Regions from separate parts of the Salvelinus alpinus genome. Here region 2 is linked to region 1. A link is a contact called in public Hi-C data. All regions are on one chromosome and are shown on one strand. The core of a region is the stretch at or near the end of the contact, and the rest is flanking DNA. Distances in the headings are between cores, read along the strand shown.

Region 1 (3,801 bases), core at 1,123-3,622:
ACGGTGCCTGCCCTGGGGGTGAGGAGGTTCAGGGCTGGAGGGGATCTCACGTTCTCCACTCACACTGCCAGCCCGGGGCTTTTGGAGATGCTCCGGGCTCCCAGTTCCACCGCCCCCGAGGCTACCGGCGTGTGTAGCCAGGTGGAGCAGCTTGTGGTGGGGGTGATCGGAGCTGTCGGCGCTCCCCGCGCTAGACGTACTACTCCCATCCCCCACATCCCTCATCAACAACCCTGTCCCAGGGACCAGCAACAAACTACTCTGGCTATCGATAGAATTCCTACACCCTCCTGCCACCCCCACCACACAACCTCCCCCCCCTCCTCCTCCTCCACCAACCCCCACCCCTCCACCACCTCCTCCTTTCTCCTCGTCGAGTAACAAACAGAGTTCTTTGAGATCCAGGTTCTCCCGGACCACCTCGTCCTGCCGCACTTCCAGCTCCTTGAGCTTCTGAAGGTACAACGTCACCTCCTTCCTCATGATGGAGGCACTGTAGCGCCCCAGTCGCTGCCACTCCCTGGACACCCGCTTTCCCTTCTGACGGTCGTCATCCAGGAAGCAACACAGGTCCCTCAGCTCCCGGTTGTCCTCCTGTAGTTTCTGGTTGATGTCCTGAGGAGAGGAGAGGGGATGAGAGGAGTGGAGTGGAGAAAGAGAGGTGAGAAGTGTTCCTTAGTGCTATTTTATTCATTCACTCTTATCTAGGTCCTACCGAGGTAGAAATCTCTTATTCGAGGAACCTCGCTTTAATATCATGTCAATCAAAGACAGAGTCAAATAAAAATGAAATCCAGCTGCTCATAAACCTCTGCATTACATAAATATGGATGTGAAAATTTTGGATTTAAGAGTGGTAGAGGGCAAATAGTCCGTGAGTGAGCTGCGAGAGGGAGCCAGGGAGGGAGGGCAAGCAAAGCACCAGGCCAGAACATACCTCTCTCTCTCTCATTTGCAACATGATGGCATCTTTGTCCAAAGTTCTCCCACCTCCCCTAATTATCCATAATAACATACTCCTCAGACCCTCCAGCACGTGTACTTTAATTAGGTACCATGGTGCTTCGGGCTGGGCTTTTGGGTCTGCTCTCTGGAGCAGCCAAGGATCCTTCCTCCATCACCACGTGCTTCATCTCAGTCGCTCCTATCTCGTTTTAATGAAGCTCAGAGTATTGGAGGAGGATGTTAAATCAAGTCTATGTAGCTTGGAGAAATAATAAGATTATGCCAGGATTATTATTGCTAGTTACACTGCGCCAAATAAGATTTGGGAGAGAGAAGTCATATATTTGAGGAGTTTAATGAGTATTCTGGGTTCAATAGGGGCGGCAGCGTAGCCTAGTGGTTAGAGTGTTGGACTAGTAACCGAAAGGTTGCAAGATTGAATCCCCGAGCTGACATGGTACATATCTGTCGTTCTGCCCCTGAACAAGGCAGTTAACCCACTGTTCCTAGGCCGTCATTGAAAATAAGAATTTGTTCTTAACTGACTTGCCTAGTTAAATAAAGGTAAAATACAAAAGAACTAGGTTTACTCCTGTAGCCTAGTAGAGTTTGTTGATGATATTCCAAGAGCAAGCACCAAGGTTGTGCCACAGGCCTACACACCAAAGCTTTTGCAAAGGAGATGAAGAATAAAGACAACAGGTGAGTGAGCGAGAAAGAGAGAAGAATGATGATGCTTGACATTCAGCCCAGATGCCCTCTCACTATGCTGTCTGATGGAAGATGATAGATGCACACACACACAAGTAGGTACATGCACGCTCACAGATACATGCACAGGGAGAGGGAGAGAGATCTTGTAAAATGAAATGAACTTATATACATCCTGCCTCCATTTCATCATGTGGACAGCGGCGCCCTTTAAAGAACGCGCAAACTCAACTCCGAACACCCTCTCATGCTGTGCGCGCCCAGGTGCGCCAGTGCGGCCTCCCCGACGTTAACTATGATCTCATCTTTTTAAGAAATGTCGTGCGCACCCATCCCTCACCTTCAGCCCTCTTATCTCGTTCAAGTGCAGCTGGAGGCTGCGATTGACCTCGCGGATCAGATTGCTGTGGTCCAGTATCACGCTCATTTTATCGGCTTCAGACCGCCGGAGCCGCCGCACCAAATCCTCTTTGGTCCACTTGAGAAGGTCCTCGTCCTGTATATTTGAGATGTCCTCCGCTGGACTTTCACTCTTTGTTATGGACAGCGAAAGCTGTGGCTGACTAGCTTTTTCCATCCCTACGGTTCCGTTGTCGGTAATACCGGTGACAACAGGCTTGAAATACAACTCAGAGGGCACTGAGAGTCAACCTCCGCTCGCATCAGCCGCACAAGTCAAACTGATCCGGAATTACCGTTCGAAATCAAATCGCATAGTTGCCTGACCTCTCTCTGTGCGCCGAACACTTCAGCCCCCAAATGCAACAGCTGAGGACGCCGCCGACTCCCTCGTCCAACAGTGAAATATAGCCCTAGAAAAGGCTACGTGCAGCTATCTAACATCCCGAAACCCCGACATGGACTGTTTTTTAGTTCATGCAAGTTTGCACCTGAATGCATCCACATTTAGTCTCTTCCGTCCTGAAGTGGAGAGAGCTTTGACGGGTAGCGGGTTGCTGATGCGCATCTCCCGCCTCTTGTAGCTGTACAGTCCAATACATAAGGGAGGAGGAACCGCTGTAGCATCGCCAGGCAAGTGCACTGCGCGTGAATAGAGGGAGAGAGCGTGACTGCAGTGACTAGTAGAACCTCCTCTCTCTCTCTCTCTCTCTCTCTCTCTCTCTCTCTCTCCATCCAAGTGTCTCCATCAAATGATGCGGGGTGATGGGTATGCTTTGGTACCCAGCGCCATCTACAGATCAAACGCCATAGGCTACAGCATTTCGTCATCTTTATTATAGGCCTACAATAAATTCAGGACTTCATTTCCCATGATCCTCGTGTGCGTGCTTGTATCCTACGTCATGGACACGAGGGCCAGAATATGTAGTAACACGTCATTCTACTGAAGTAGAGGAATACCGGCCGGGAGTTGACCCCACAGATTCTTCGCTCTCTCATTCTGTTTGCGCATCGGTATTTATCACCTAAATGCTGATCCGATTTATTACAGTCTAATATTTATTTACCTTCGTCTGGATTTCCAACCGGATCTGTATAAAAGGTATGGTTCTCCGTCTGATCTGCCTGCATCAATTTGATGAAAAGTGTCTAGCTAGGCCATTCTGTTTGCGTTTCCTTGGTTCGTCCAGGAAAAAAGCCGACTAAAAACTGGGTTAGTCCGTTAGCAAGGCTAGCCTAGTTAACATCTGTATCGTTCATTTAACTTGCATGGTCGTGTTTTATATCAAGTTATCATGATATGTCGATGGCAGATTGACTTTAGAAACACTCCCGGAATTTGATAAAATGCGTTAGCTAACGTTACCTAAGATTTCAATGTTTCTAGCCAACGTCAACTAGAACCTGTCGCTAACTAGCTTGTTGCTGCTACTAGCATCCGCCTCCTTTCAGGAAGGCATCTCTACCAGGGACGAGATCCTAAAATGTGATTTGTGATACCTGTCTAACCATTTAACTGCTACAACATGCTTGTAGCTAAATGTTGCCAAGATGATCATCATTTGGTTCCTAGTAATGGCCAGTAATAGCTAAGATATGCCAGTATAGACCGTTTTTAGTCTGTCCATGTAAGCACTCAGTTGTGTAATCAATGGATCAATGCTACTTCGAGTTAAGGGTCCTGTAGGCCAGCTGTCAATCACCTGGTAGAGTTGTTTGATTGCAGAGGGTTCCCCTGAATGA
Region 2 (3,881 bases), core at 493-2,992, 150 kb before region 1:
TTGATAAGATATCACAACGGCATAACAAGGAACATCAAATATACGACCAGGAACAACGGCGCTTGGTCTAGCAGGCAACGTAGTTAAAGCTATAAAGTAGCCTAGATCAAGTTCAAGTTCATCGACGTGTATGTCCACAATCATATTCTGCCCCCTACCGGCGCCGTCTATAAATACACTACAATTGAAGGCATATGTTACGAGAACCTAATTTGCTTCCTCCGAGAATTGAATGGTAAAAGAGAAACAACCGTGTAGAAACATTGTAACGATTTACAGAATATGTGGGAAAAAAAACATTTTTTTTTTTACGGAAAATCATATTATGTAAACTCGTTTCCAAATGATCTAGCCCCCGGTAACGTAAAAAGAAGAAGAAATGAGCACCGTTGAAATCATGCCATTATACACCACGGCATAAACAGCATAAAAGCAATAGCTTATTGAATATACATTTATAACTCATAAATGACTCTAAAACACCACTTCAGTATGCCTGCCCAAATGTAATATGTTATTGCATAAAACCTCCCGTGTCCCCTCTCTGAAATTAACCTCTTCGTTAAACGTAACGTAGCGGAGTGTCCAATAGTAGATTTAATAGAACGTCTCCAATTATTCCAATGCTTATTGTATCCATTCACATTAAGTCATGATGTAAACGATAACAATGTAATTGGATCACTGGGTTATACGGAGGTGCAGTGGTATTCTTGGATCGTGAACTCTATCCTATATCCCTCGATATCAAAGCTGGCTAGGTTCCACACACGAGGTCTTCTGTATGGGCTATGAGTATGTAAACACCCCTTCTCCCCATTCAAAAAAGAAAACATCTCTCGAAAAAAAATCTACGCTATCAAACAAATAGTAATAACAAAGTGTAATTGCATATTTGGGGATAAACTTTGCTTTTCGTAGCGTATTCCATATCAGAAACAGATATGACTAAATATAAATATCCACAGGATACCTTGATAGGCAAATGTATCCCTCCACTGCAGCCGATATGTCATTTAATAGCGAAATAAGCCTGTGTTGTAGCATCGGCACATACATGCAAAATAGCCTTATACGTTATTGTTTACCAAATATACAATATTTTCCAAGGTCCAACTTTTTTCGATAGAAAGTTATCCGATTCAATGACAGCGTTCTTGACACGCTGTTAAGTTATGTCCACGGGTCCGCGTCATGTCCAGTTGCCTACAAACATTCTCCAAATACATTGAGAAGAGGCCGTGTGTGTTCTAGTTTACCAGATTATAGAAGAAGCAATTTTCAATTCTACTTACGCGAAAACTCCCGCTTGCTCAAGTGCTGGGGTTTGCCTTGCTTGCGGCGAGACATGTTGGTAAGTGGTGGCGTTCAGCTTAGTTCACATTGGCAGAGGCGTCCTACAATGTAATAGACTCCAGATAAAATATCTTCATCGATGCGTTTGACATCCAAAAAAATGAATTATAGATCACATCACGATGACGCGCGGGGCACGGGCTGTGCGGCAGTCTTCATGACTCTTTTGCAAAGACAGAGAGAGGGATATGAGCAAAGCCCCCTGAGCTGCAAGTTCAAGTGCGGACGTGACGTTCCTACGAACTTGAACGTCAGTCGATGGATGGACATAGAGATACAACACATGGGCAGGGCAAAGCTGGGGAGTAGGAGGTGGAGATAGAATAACAAAACCAGTGGACAGTCATTACTGGATCCGTATATGAAAAAAGAAAGGGACCCCGAAGACGCCAATGGACAGAGAGATCAGGGGGGCCGGGCCAATAGAGAAGGAGAGAGCGAGAGAGAGAGATTGGAAATGAACGTGAACCTTGGGATACAGCACATCCAAGTGGAAGGATTCTTGGCAACAAATATGGAGAAAATATGGGACCATTGTATATGATCCTAAGAATAAATATGAACCATTACCCTATTACTGCATGGAAAACAACAATTTATAGTGGAGAGAAAAGGATGCGAGTGCACTTTACGGATCGATTTAATTGGATATAATAAAGTAAATAGTCCTATTTAATTAATTGTGGACATCTATCTCCGGGCCGTCGGTAACCAATGGGTTAAAGAAACGTATGTTACAATGATACAGCCCGATAGGCTATACGCTTTATTAAATAGGCTATATTTAAGAATGTCATATTTTAGCAGTCCATAGCCTACCACCATATTTTGTCCATTAAATAATACCCTAATGTTGGTTCTTGCGCAAAAGCACTCCACATCTTGCACTAACGATATAATATTACGACGTCACATAATAGGCATACATTCCATTTTAAAGGGTAATAAATCATGAAATAACTAGGCCTATCAAATCATTTAAGGTTATTGGTAGTGATATCATCGGTGTTCCGAAGGCTGTCAACACCAATTTACCAATCACAGGCCTATAACAGGCAGGTTACTTCATCAAAGTGGACACTTTTGATATTTGAATTTAATTTCAAAGCATGTCGACATGAGAAAATAGATATTCGTATTGTTTTTGCTATCAGATGATTCTAGTTCACACTATCACTATTCAATGAAGTAAAATAGGCTACAGTAAAATACAGATATTCTGTAGGCTACAGTAAACCTGTTAGTATTTGTTTCTCCCGGACTTGGGTTGTCTTGCCATCTTGAAGAAAACTCATAGGCTACTACTTCACACAAATGACGTTCTTCTCTTCCTTGTTTTAATGCCCCTTGCGTTATTATTTTGCGTTAGAAGCTTAACCTACATTTCCCATATGAACAAAAGTCGACTATAATAAAATAAGTAGCCTAATTAACAAAAAGGTCATTATATGTGTTAATTATGTGCTTTTCCCTCATAAGGAAATGTATTTGTGTAGTCTAATCCACATGCGTAAAGTTATCGTTGCCCACTGAGATAAAAAAAAAAATCTAAGACATATTTCTGTTCACATGGCCCACTGTTAGTGTAATATAGTGTCATATTTCACACAATGTAAACATGGTAATTAAAATGTTTGATACATCGTAACATAGCTTAAATTACAGGCGAGCCAAACAAACAAAACAGGCTAAAACTGGAGATGTTATCAGCCTTGCAGAAGTTTTTTAGTTTTAGTTTTTGGAAACTAAACTATTTTAATGTAAGCAGTGTGCGCTTTGACAGGCCACTGTTGACAGCTTACTTGCGCTTGGCCTCTGCGTCTTAGGCACCCTGTGGTAGCGTGTAGCCTTCTACTGCACCATCACACGTCTATACAACGGCGCTTTCTAGCGGTCCTTTGCTAATACTGCGAAGGAGACATTATTTGAAGCCCACCCTGCACTTTATGTTATCTTCCAGTGGATGATGCTAAAGGATCAGAGTAGAATCCACATCTGCCTGGCATAGTGCTTGCTCCTGTAGCCTATAGTTTACATCAGACACAGTTCAACACAGTTCAAAGAGCCATTCAACATAGTTTAATTTAAGCTATTTCTTGTGTGCTTTGTATATTGTATTAGTAATTAATTGTTATTATCAATTCGGTCTTCTCATTGGAACCCGTTCTACTTCTATGGGGCATAAATTAACAGCAGTTGCCTGGGTATTAAACGAATCAAACTAGGGGAGATTCTCAAATGGAAAGAACTCTTTCCTCTCTTTGAAACGGATTAGTGGTCCAGGGTCGAGTAGTGGAGGATAGTGTCAATTCGTTAGTAGGTGAACAGAGGTCTTCTGCACAGAATATCCTCCTGGTGGCTACCGCAAAAGTGTTTTAAAATCTGCCACCCATTTGAATCAGCTGTTGTTTTCTTGGAGGAGAAAAAAATGCACACATTTAAAAATATACTCTTCTTATCCTTTCCTTTATGAAATGTCTTCCACGACTAGCTGAATTATACTGAACAAAAATATAAACGCAACA

Evidence for each region. Hi-C and Micro-C count contacts between places; a contact is called where the count stands out from the background.
Region 2: a contact with region 1 is called in a Hi-C map of red muscle, with 7 times the contacts expected there. The contact joins the promoter of LOC139567911 here to the promoter of ccdc85al in region 1. A contact is called at or near these places in 2 of 3 Hi-C or Micro-C datasets (muscle and red muscle).

What each region holds. Positions count from the first base shown.
Region 1 is chr2:80,841,518-80,845,318 of SLU_Salpinus.1, reverse strand. It overlaps ccdc85al (coiled-coil domain containing 85A, like), which reads right to left and starts at 2,372. Exons shown (of 3, transcript XM_071389514.1): 1 at 1,997-2,372; 2 at 1-615. The coding sequence starts at 2,233. sec23b (SEC23 homolog B, coat complex II component) reads left to right here and starts at 2,954. Exons shown (of 17, transcript XM_071389512.1): 1 at 2,954-3,160.
Region 2 is chr2:80,993,416-80,997,296 of SLU_Salpinus.1, reverse strand. LOC139567911 (B-cell lymphoma/leukemia 11A-like) reads right to left here and starts at 1,742. Exons shown (of 3, transcript XM_071389516.1): 1 at 1,296-1,742. The coding sequence starts at 1,350.